3 separate regions of the Rattus norvegicus genome follow, and all the other regions are linked to region 2. Evidence: chromatin contacts called from public Hi-C data. All regions are on one chromosome and are shown on one strand. Each heading gives the region's core, a stretch centred on a gene start, on an enhancer-like site or on the middle of the called end of the contact. The rest is flanking DNA. Distances are from core to core; before and after follow the strand shown. Region 1 has its middle 130 kb from the start of Qki. Region 2 has its middle 110 kb from the start of Pabpc6. Region 3 has its middle 210 kb from the start of Qki.

Evidence for each region. A called contact is a pair of places that touch in the nucleus more often than the background predicts.
Region 1: a Hi-C map of Schwann cells shows a contact between it and region 2, with 5 times the contacts expected there. The contact joins two enhancer-like sites. A contact is called at or near these places in 2 of 12 Hi-C or Micro-C datasets (the A7r5 cell line and Schwann cells) and 1 of 1 datasets of contacts at active chromatin or transcription factors (oligodendrocytes).
Region 3: a contact with region 2 is called in a Hi-C map of Schwann cells, with 5 times the contacts expected there. The contact joins two enhancer-like sites. A contact is called at or near these places in 1 of 12 Hi-C or Micro-C datasets (Schwann cells) and 1 of 1 datasets of contacts at active chromatin or transcription factors (oligodendrocytes).

What each region holds. Positions count from the first base shown.
Region 1 is chr1:53,060,249-53,063,304 of GRCr8, forward strand. No RefSeq gene overlaps it. Among named protein-coding and RNA genes, the nearest start is that of Qki, 130 kb to the left of the region's middle. Within about 2 kb of position 1,798, at least 3 of the 93 cell types and tissues checked have an H3K27ac peak or open chromatin away from gene starts, as enhancers often do. A contact at or near this core is called in Schwann cells, where this site is marked.
Region 2 is chr1:53,479,263-53,482,657 of GRCr8, forward strand. No RefSeq gene overlaps it. Among named protein-coding and RNA genes, the nearest start is that of Pabpc6, 110 kb to the right of the region's middle. Within about 2 kb of position 1,684, at least 52 of the 93 cell types and tissues checked have an H3K27ac peak or open chromatin away from gene starts, as enhancers often do. A contact at or near this core is called in Schwann cells, where this site is marked.
Region 3 is chr1:53,139,613-53,142,616 of GRCr8, forward strand. No RefSeq gene overlaps it. Among named protein-coding and RNA genes, the nearest start is that of Qki, 210 kb to the left of the region's middle. Within about 2 kb of position 1,674, at least 1 of the 93 cell types and tissues checked has an H3K27ac peak or open chromatin away from gene starts, as enhancers often do. A contact at or near this core is called in Schwann cells, where this site is marked.

The sequences.
Region 1 (3,056 bases), core at 548-3,047, 420 kb before region 2:
TCAAGGCACACTGGCGTGCTTCTGGAGTTGGTGTGATACTCTTCGTGTCTGCGTGGTGGCTCTCCATGAAAGTTTGGCTGCTGCTTATGAGTGTCTGTAGAATGGTTGCCCCATTTCTCTCACCCTGGGGAAGAAACTGAATAGCACCACTCTGTAGCATGAAATAGAGCTCTCTAAGTGAGATCCAGATGACAGGCGGATCGGTGTCTTCCTAGGTAACAGGTCCGTGCTTTGTTCCTGGAAGGGCAGGCTTTCCTGTTGCTACCCTTCTTTCTTTAGTATCAGAAGTTCAGTTTTTGTCATGGATGAGAACTAACAGGGCCACAGAGATTTAAGGATCTCTCATGTTTTATTCACAGTTCCCAACCATCATTCCGTTGTTGTTGTTTTCTGTTTGACCTTTGTTCTAGTTTCATTCTGTGCTGATGAAACACCCTGACCAAAAACAATGTGAGGAGAATCTTACTTTCCAATTGCTGTGATAAAACACCATGACCAAAGCAATTTTATAAAAGACATCATTTAATTTGGCCTTATGTGGAGTACAGCTTCTCACTGTGCCAGCTTCCTGCAGGGCCCCCAGCCTCTACTCTTCTTGGGGTTTTCTCAGTAGCAATTTTGGCTTTATCCTGGCCCGTTCTTTCCCCGTCAGCCTCCTCATTTTCTGTCTGGCTCTGATATGGCTGTGAGCATGTGATTAACACAGAGCATGCCTGTTCAGCATTTGATTCTCAGGTTATAGCGAAATGGAAGGGTAGTGCTCTTAGGTGGAATCAGGTGCTCACAGTTGGTTCCCTCATCATGCCTTGGAGAGAAGGGGAACATGTATTGTGAACAATGCTTTCCAGTCTTAATGAGGAGGAGGCATGGGTATGACCAGTGACATCAAGCATGTAGCTAGTAGGGTATGATCATCAGATTCAATGACAATATCAACCTTTAAGCCATAGAGCCATAGGCCTTCTAAGACCTGTTATCAAGTCCACAGGCTAAGAAGTTGCCAATTCTTCCCAGTCTCCAACAACACAGTGCGCTCCAGGGCAGGACGTGCCTCTGAGTGAAGGAAGCCAAGCATCTCTCAGGCTTCCATCACTTGCCCAGATGACTGTTGCCTTCCAACATTCTGTTGGCACCCAAGTCTTCAAAGTTGAAGAACTTCATTGAAGTAGAGTTCTAGCTGCCTTCTGAGCATCATCTGGGGCCAGTAAGATGCATACTTGGTGATGAGACCACTGTAGCAACAGCTCAGAGAGGAGAGAGAGAGAGGGAGAGAGAGAGAGAGAGGGAGGGAGAGGGGGGGAGAGAGAGAGGAAGAGAGAGAGAGAGAGAGAGAGAGGAAGAGAGAAAGAGAGAGAGAGGGAGAAAGAGAGAGAGAGACAGAGAGAGAGGGAGAGAGAGAGAGGAGAGAGAGAGGGAGGGAGAGAGGGAGAGAGAGAGGAGAGAGAGAGGGAGGGAGAGAGGGGGAGAGAGAGAGAGGAAGAGAGAGAGAGGGAGAGAGATTCGACATTTCTGTGCTCCCCCCAGTGTATTCCTGTTATCCGTGAGCCTCTGAAAATATGGCTTGCTCAAGAAAGCATTAGAGCTGAATTATCATTTATGTTTGTCACAGGGGTTGAAAGTGTGTAATGAGACTCCAGAGTTAATGTTTTGTACAAAGCACTTAGGAGAGCCAGGATGAAATTGGCTCCGAGTTCTGATGGGGCGTTTTAATTAAAGATAGTGTCTAATCAAGGGTGGAGCAGAGACTGCTTAGAGAACGCCAGTTCATTGTCCAATCCACTGGTGCAGAGATGGGCAGGCAGCCTCTGTGGAGATCCTGCTGCCAGGAGGGAGGGTGACAGTGAGAAACTGGGAGCAGGAGAAGGGCTGAGGAGCCTGGGCCACCTTGGGCCACATGCATGTGGCTGTGTTTGCAGCCCGTGTGTGTCTATGCCCATGGTTCTGTGAGCATCATAGAAATATCAGTAGTTCTACCCGCAGATCCTCATGAATACTAGTTAATTAGGTCTGGTCAGAGCCCCATGTACATCCCCTAGCTGGTGTGCACAACCCTGTGAGCCCACAGTAAACTGGAAGTTACCCTCTTAACATACAACTTGCATCAGTTTTCCCAAAGGATGATGCATGAAGGACCTTGCATGAAGCTGGATGAAGAGGGAACATCTGTTTGCTCTTCTGATGAACAGTCATGCGGAGACCGAGAACTTAGAGTTCTCCTGTCTATAGTCCTTTAACCTCTGAAGTGCTACGCAGCACATGATATCCTCCGGAGGCTCGAGGAAGCCTATGCCAGCTCTTTGTCACTGATCACACTTCCCTTCCCTCCGTGCCCTCAGGCCCAGCCTAGCCCAGTGTGTATCCCAGATAACGTTGCTTACAGTTTAACAGGGAGGAGTCTTGGACAGGTGGGCACACAAACATGGATCTGTAGTGACTTTTGCCTTTGAGGCTTCTGGGCCATATTCTGGCAGCTCTATGTCTATGTTAGCATTTCAGCAGGAGCCAAAACACTTCTGCTGTTTTCTCTGGGCCCCGCTAACAGTTTGTTCTTCTTGCAGGGAGTTGGCTCAAACAGAGGGTGGGTGGCCTGGGCTCCCAGCACTCCCTGCAGAGCTACCTAGAGAAAACGCATTAATGAGACACGGAGCCAGTGTTTGAAGAGTGACCTGCCTCTGAGAATTGATGCATAAATACCAGGCTAGGCAGGCAGGAAGCACCCGACACCAGGCGTTTGCTCGCTTTTCCTTAGTGCTGTGTGGCTGTAAGGCCGGGCTAAAGCTTAGTGAACTAATTGAGTAAATTAAATGAATGGTAAGGATTCCCACACTTATCTAGGAGACATAACATGCAATTTATTTCTTTTCAAAGTTCCTGTACACGTATGGGTATTTACCTGCCTGTATGTGGGCCTGAGCACCACATGTGTGCAGCGCTCACAGAGGCCGGAAGAGGACAGTGGATGCCTCGGAAGTGGAGTTGCAAATCGCTGTGAGTCACCACATGAGTTGCCTAGAATTGAACCTGGGGCCTATGGAAGGTCAGCTAATGCTTTTAAT
Region 2 (3,395 bases), core at 434-2,933:
GAAAGAGCCTGTCTTGAAGAACAATGTAAGTAGCTCCTGAGAATACTTGAGGCTAGCCTCTGGCTTCTACATGAACATGCATACACATGCACCTAAAAACACATGAACATGTATGAATACCTGTTCATGTTGAATACACACATGCCAAGGCCACGAAGGAAGGAAGTAAACTTACTTAACATCTAGAAGTGAGTGAGAGGATTGAGCCCCATCAGAGAGGGCCCTGTGTGGAGATCACAGCTGAGGGGCAAGCCAAATAGAAGGATTGGATTACACAGGTCTCTAAGATGGACACTTCCGACCTCTGCATCTCCCTGCTTCAGACCTGCCTTCAAGCTGTCCCCTCAGAACACCAGCTGCCACCTTTCTTCCTTTCCAATAATTTCTAGTTAGTGGCACCTCCAGACAGGCTGTTGCCTTCTGGGGTATTTTGTGCTTTGCATTCAGTAGTTGAACCTTTCAAGGACACAGGTGTCTGGGCCACCCTATGGAGACAGGATGCTTGCTCCACAGCTGACTAGCTTTTTGGGAAGTATGAAGGGAAAGGATCACTGCCCATGACCCAAGACTCAGGAGGTAGATCAGGTGGCAGGTGACAGCAAAAAAGGGCCCTGCAAAGCAGACTGGACCATGTGGATCAGGGTACGCACAGTAAACAGTCTGGCTTCTCACCTGACACCTCTGCTTTGACAGAATTAACAGTGAGTCACACTGCTTTGTCCAACTTTTGAGGAATGTAGGGGAGACATACCAGAAATGACACGTTTCTGTTCTTTCAGGAGGGAAGGAATCCTGGGATGTCTGATGACGCCATCTTTATAGCAATGGCTGAGGAGACACAGCTGAAACCATTGGAACTGGTTTCTGCAGCCAGGTTCCGGTAGAAGTTGGGATCTGGACATGCTAGGACATGAGGGTATGTGTTCTCTCTTCACAGAGATTAAAGCCCCTTTGACGTTTTCCTCTCTTCTTCCATTCTGAGGATAGGGCCGAGTTCTAAAGGAGCTGCCTCTAAATGTTGGGATTGGGTGTGGGTTTGCAAGTAGGACCTGAGCTCCTGTGGAAATTTCTTTACTCTTCTGCTGTCCGTTGGCTCACCCATCTCTTGTGCTGCCACAAGCAGAGGTCTGGATGGTTTTGAAGCAAGTGAAGGAGTACATTTTGCTCCTAAAAGGCCTCTGCTTGCTCCCACTTGTGGGTTCCGTTGTTTTTACCCCTCATTTGCTTCTGTCTTTTCTCAACCAGCATGGACACCGAGGAGGGCCAAACTGGCTCTGTTCTCCTCTCATTCTTGCCCTCTCTTTCAAGCCTCTTTTACTTTTTATGAAAAAAAGAAAGAAAGAAAGAAAGAAAGAAAGAAAGAAAGAAAGAAAGAAAAGAGAAAAGAAAGTGTAGGAGGCAGGCATTGCCATAGCAACTGATGTGGGCCTTTGGATCTGAGCTTCACTGGTGGGGAAGTACTGGCCTCAAAGAAGCTGAAAAAAGGAGGAAGGGACGGAGGGGGGAGGGAAGGAGGGAGGGAGGGAGGGAGGGAGAGAGAGAGAGAGAGAGAGAGAGAGAGAGAGAGAGAGAGAGAGAGAGTCAAGAAACATCGGAGGAAGTGGGTAGCAAGTAAAGACGGCCTAGCAAAACCCCAAATGCATTTGCGGTGACATCACTGTCTTTCCCACAGGGGCCATTGACACCGGACGAGAAGCGTCCATTCAAGGCCCCAAAGCCACTCTCCAGGTCTGGTGGGGGAGCCCCCACTCTCACCGTGAATGCTTTTTTGTTGGGGAACAGTGGAGCGTTTCTGAAAGCTTGCATAAATGACTGAGGAATTCCCTGCCCTTGCCAGGAAGTCCAAGGCACTTGTAAGCTAACAATGCGGAACTTTATCTCCTGTCCCATGCTGGAGGTTCCAGCTGTAGGCTCCGAATTCTAATAAGGGCTTTACTCATGCGGTTGAGGTTAGGGTAATATTTTATCCGTCTCCTCTTTTCACTCAGATGCAGTCATTCCTGGTGTAGAGAGCCAGAGGCAAGCTCTGACGACTAAGATGGGCTGGGGTATGAGTGAGGAGGGTGGATGGTGAGCAAATTAGAGGAAGGAAGTCAGAAAATGGTTTTCCTATTATTAGCTTGATGGGCCAGTTTGCCGCTTGTGGAACTCTACACTGACAGGGAGGAGGAGAGAAAAGGTTCACAGTGACTGTGAACCCCCTCCCCCACCAAACCAGAAATCTTACCTTAGGACCTTGTCCACTTTTGGAAAAGTGCTCAGTGATCTCCGGTTTAACAAAAAGAACAGCAGCAAAGGCAGAAGGCATGCCTGGCGTTAGAGTGCTTGCGCCTGCGCAGTTAGCTTCCATGGCTATAGGAAAATGCCTGTTTATCCTTTAGTGGTTTCCTGTCCCAGATTTGCCAATTCAGCTTTGAGAAGACGGCTGGCTTTTGGCTAAGTAGGTGTTAAATCCCTGCATGTAAGTTCTTAGAACATCCCCTGAAAGAGCCAGCAAGTTGGGTCAAGTATGTCCCCGGGGAAGCCGGGAAAGATGTTTTCTAGTAGCTGGATAAAGTGGTGACATTTTAAAGAATGCACAACATGGCATGTGTTTATTGTCACGAATGCTGCTTCAGTTAATTTTCATGGAACCCCCAGGGATGTCTATTCCCAGCCCCTTTGAATATGGCTGTGTCCATGCACTCACACACTGCCTCTCTCCCGCAGTTTCACTTCTGCCTTTGTTAGAGTCTGACCTCAGGTCTTCCGGGAGCTTAGATCCTGGTTCACAGAAAATGAAAGACAGACTCATCTAGAAGAAGACAGGAATCTTCTGGGAAGTGTAGGGGGAGCCAAGCATGTGACCCCGGTGCAGTTTCTTCCTCTTATGCTCTTCGCCCACGAATCACACATTCAACTTCCTGGAAGACACAGGATGGCCCAACCTACAGAGCGATGTGTAAAAAGAGGATTAACCAGATTCCACCTGCACACTTGCCGACCCTAGAAGTTGCTAGGCTCAGGAAGACAGGATGGCATGGATAAGACCATCTTCCCAGAAGCTCTTCTTTCCTGCTGTTTGAAACACTAGCCTCAGGGAAGGGATGGAGACTTGTACACCATTGGGGGCTGTGCCCCTGAGATGCTTCTTTCTCAGGTTGTGGATAATATGAATAAGGACAGCTGGTGCCCACCAGCATCATGCTAGTGAGGAGAGACAAACGGGAGGAATGGAAATGAGAGTATTGCCAAAGTGTGTCTCCCACCCTGAGAACCACTAAGGAAACCACCCAGAAGACAACAAACAGGCCGACGGGAAGTGCACTTTAAGAAGGAAACTCGCCCGGTCGGAGGAACGTGAATAGAAAACATAAATCATGTCCTATGGGTCCATTTGAGAGAACAGAATGCTG
Region 3 (3,004 bases), core at 424-2,923, 340 kb before region 2:
CATATTTTCTACCTGAACAGAAATCGTGTTTACACTTTAAATCCCCATGCTGCCATGAACAATAAGTGCTAAATAAGTGCTCATTCAAGTACTGGATTCAGAGTCTTAATTCCTGGCTCTGCCACTGACTGGCTAACTTAAAGACTTAGGAACCTCAAGGACTCACCCAGGTCCCCCATTCCCATCCCAATCACGAGCACAACCAGTACCACAATAGTGGTGATAGATAACACCTTCTACTACTCATTACACTTCCATGTCATTTTGAGCATTTTATATTCATTACTGACTTTAGTCCTTCCCACGTTTCTCTAAAGAAGTGTCTTTGGAGATAAGTATCATTATTGCCACTGCATCTTTATAGACACCAATGTTCTGCTTAGGTCAACTTGACCTAACCTACCATCAGCTGGGGAGAGAGTTTCAATTGGGGAAATGTCTGGATTCAGTTGGCTTGTGGACATGTCTACGGAAGATTGCCTTGACTGTTAATTGATGTAGGAAATTCTGCCAACTGTGGGTGCTACCATTCCCTAGGCTAGGCACTGAAAGAGTGAAGAAAACTTTCTGAGTATAAGCAAGCAGGCAGGATATATGTTATGCAATCATCTGCTTCAAGCTCCTGCCATTGTGACTCCTCCACAATGATGGACTGTCACCTGGAATTGTAAGCAGAATAAGCCTTTCCACCCTCATGTTGATTTTTTGTCAGGGTGTTTTATCACAGCAACAAAAAATAAAACTAGGCCACCAAGGTACTCAGCAGCTACTTAGCTTACTCACTGACACAGGGCTCGTGTCATACTAATATTTTCTAACAGTTTAGAGTTTAGACTCAGTCAGTCTGGTGCCTATAGTTACTGAGACTAAAACAACAATAATGTGGTAACATGATGAGGCTTCTGTCCCTGTCAATCAAACACAGGCCAAGGGTTTTGTATAGGATAATTAAAGACCTTCACAAGTATTCCTAAAGGGGATCATCCTGGATACTCCCATTGGACTGGGTTTCTAGCCCAAAGGGATTTGCTGTGGATCTCTGTGAGCATGGCCACCCCACACTCTACACATTCTTCTTTGTAACCTTCCTCTCACTGAGTTCATCCTATGAGCATCAGGTTTCCCTGAGGAAATGTTGACAAGACCTTTCATGGTACCACTCTGTAATCTGCTGTTTGCCTTCTACCCTCACTAGTCTTCTTTATAGGGTCTTTCCTGCATTCAAGGGTCTGCTTGTTACTTCATACCTCAAGACTCAGGACTGTTCAACAGCTATGCCAGACCAAACAGATGATCTCCCAGCCACCAAACTGATGCTCTTCTGTGTATCAGGTAATCCTTTCCTTTCTCAGTGGACAGTAGAGTCTGACCTCTCACACCCTCCCTTACAGCTGCGCTCTACACTGGCTCATGCCTTGTGCCCTTGTTTGAGGGTGCTGGGAATTGACAGGACAGGGACCTCCTGCTCACTTTCTTGGTCAGGAACTTTGCTCTTCTTTGAATAAGTTAGTGAGTGTTTTTGGTAAGCTTTTGGAGAACAGAGCTAGGGAATATTAGGACTGTGGTAGCTAACTGGTGACCTTTGTGGGACCCATTGATTCAGCATTATTATTCTTCACCAACAATGGTTGTGCTTCTGATTGAAAACTGGCTGTGTGGGGGAGTGTGGGTATAGGTCACAAAGCTACACTGGAAACCATGGCAGGGAACAAAAGGGTCTTTGATTGGGGTGGGGGTTAATACAATACCTATGATATGAAAGTGTTACTGGATGATTACTGGCACAGGAGGGAGCCCAGTGAGCCAGGTCTGGAAGGAAAGAAGTTACAGGGAGAGGATGAACAAAAACCATTACTTCCTCTGTTAATTTTTTAAAACAGCCTTTAATCTTTGCATTTCCCTTTTAGATAGGAACAATTCTGGGTCAAAAATTTTGAAGATAGTTTGGTGACCCCATCCCTCCACTGGGGGTTCTGTCTATTACTGGAGGTGGTCCCTTCAGGTTCTGTCTCCACATTATTGAGCATTTCAGCTAAGATCGTCACCATTGAGTCCTGGGAGTCACTCATATCCCAGGTCTCTGGGACTTTCTAGAGGTTCCCCTTGACCCCCATACCTCATACTTACATATTTCTACTCATTCTCCTGGACCTCTGGGCTTCTCTCCTTTCTTCCCCATACTTGATTCTGCCCCTCCCCCTCCCCTTCCCTTCTCCCACCCAGGTCCCTTTCTCTCTTTCTCTGGTAATTATCCCCCCCTTTCTAATTGGGATTGAAGCATTTTTACTTGGGCCTTCCTTCTTGTTAAACTTCTTATGCTGGGACAAAAATGGAGCAAAGATTGAAATAAAGGCTATCCAGTAACTGGCCCAACCTGGGATCCATCCCATGGGCACTGACACATTCAAACCCTAACACTATTACTGATACTATGTTGTGCTTGCAGACAGGAGCCTAGCATGGCTGTCCCCTGAGAGGCTCTACCAGCAGCTGACAGAGACAGATGTAGATACTTATAGCCAACCATTGGACTGAGGTTGGAGACCTCTAAAGAAGAGATAGGGGAAGGACTGAAGGAGCTGAAGGGGATGGCAACCCCATAGGAAGACCAATAGTGTCAACTGACCCAGACCCCTGGGAACTCCCAGAGCTGAAGCTACCAACCAAAGAGCATACATGTGCTGGTCTGAGGCCCTGGACACGTATGTAACAGAGAACTGCCTTGTTTGGTCTTGACGGGAGCGGATGCACCTAGTCCTGTAGAGATTTGATGCTCCAGGGAAGGGGGATGCAGGACGTGGATGGATGGGTGAGTGGAGGAAAAAACCTCTCAGAGGCAAAGAGGAGGAGAGATGGAGTGAAGAACTCTTGGAGGGCAGATGGGAAGGGGCAGGGGACAACATTTGGAATGTAAATAAATAAAACAATTTTTAAAACTTGCATTTCCTCTAGCTTGGGGAAATGTGGTTGAATTTGAAGGTCGGTGTGTGGGTTCTACCTAGGC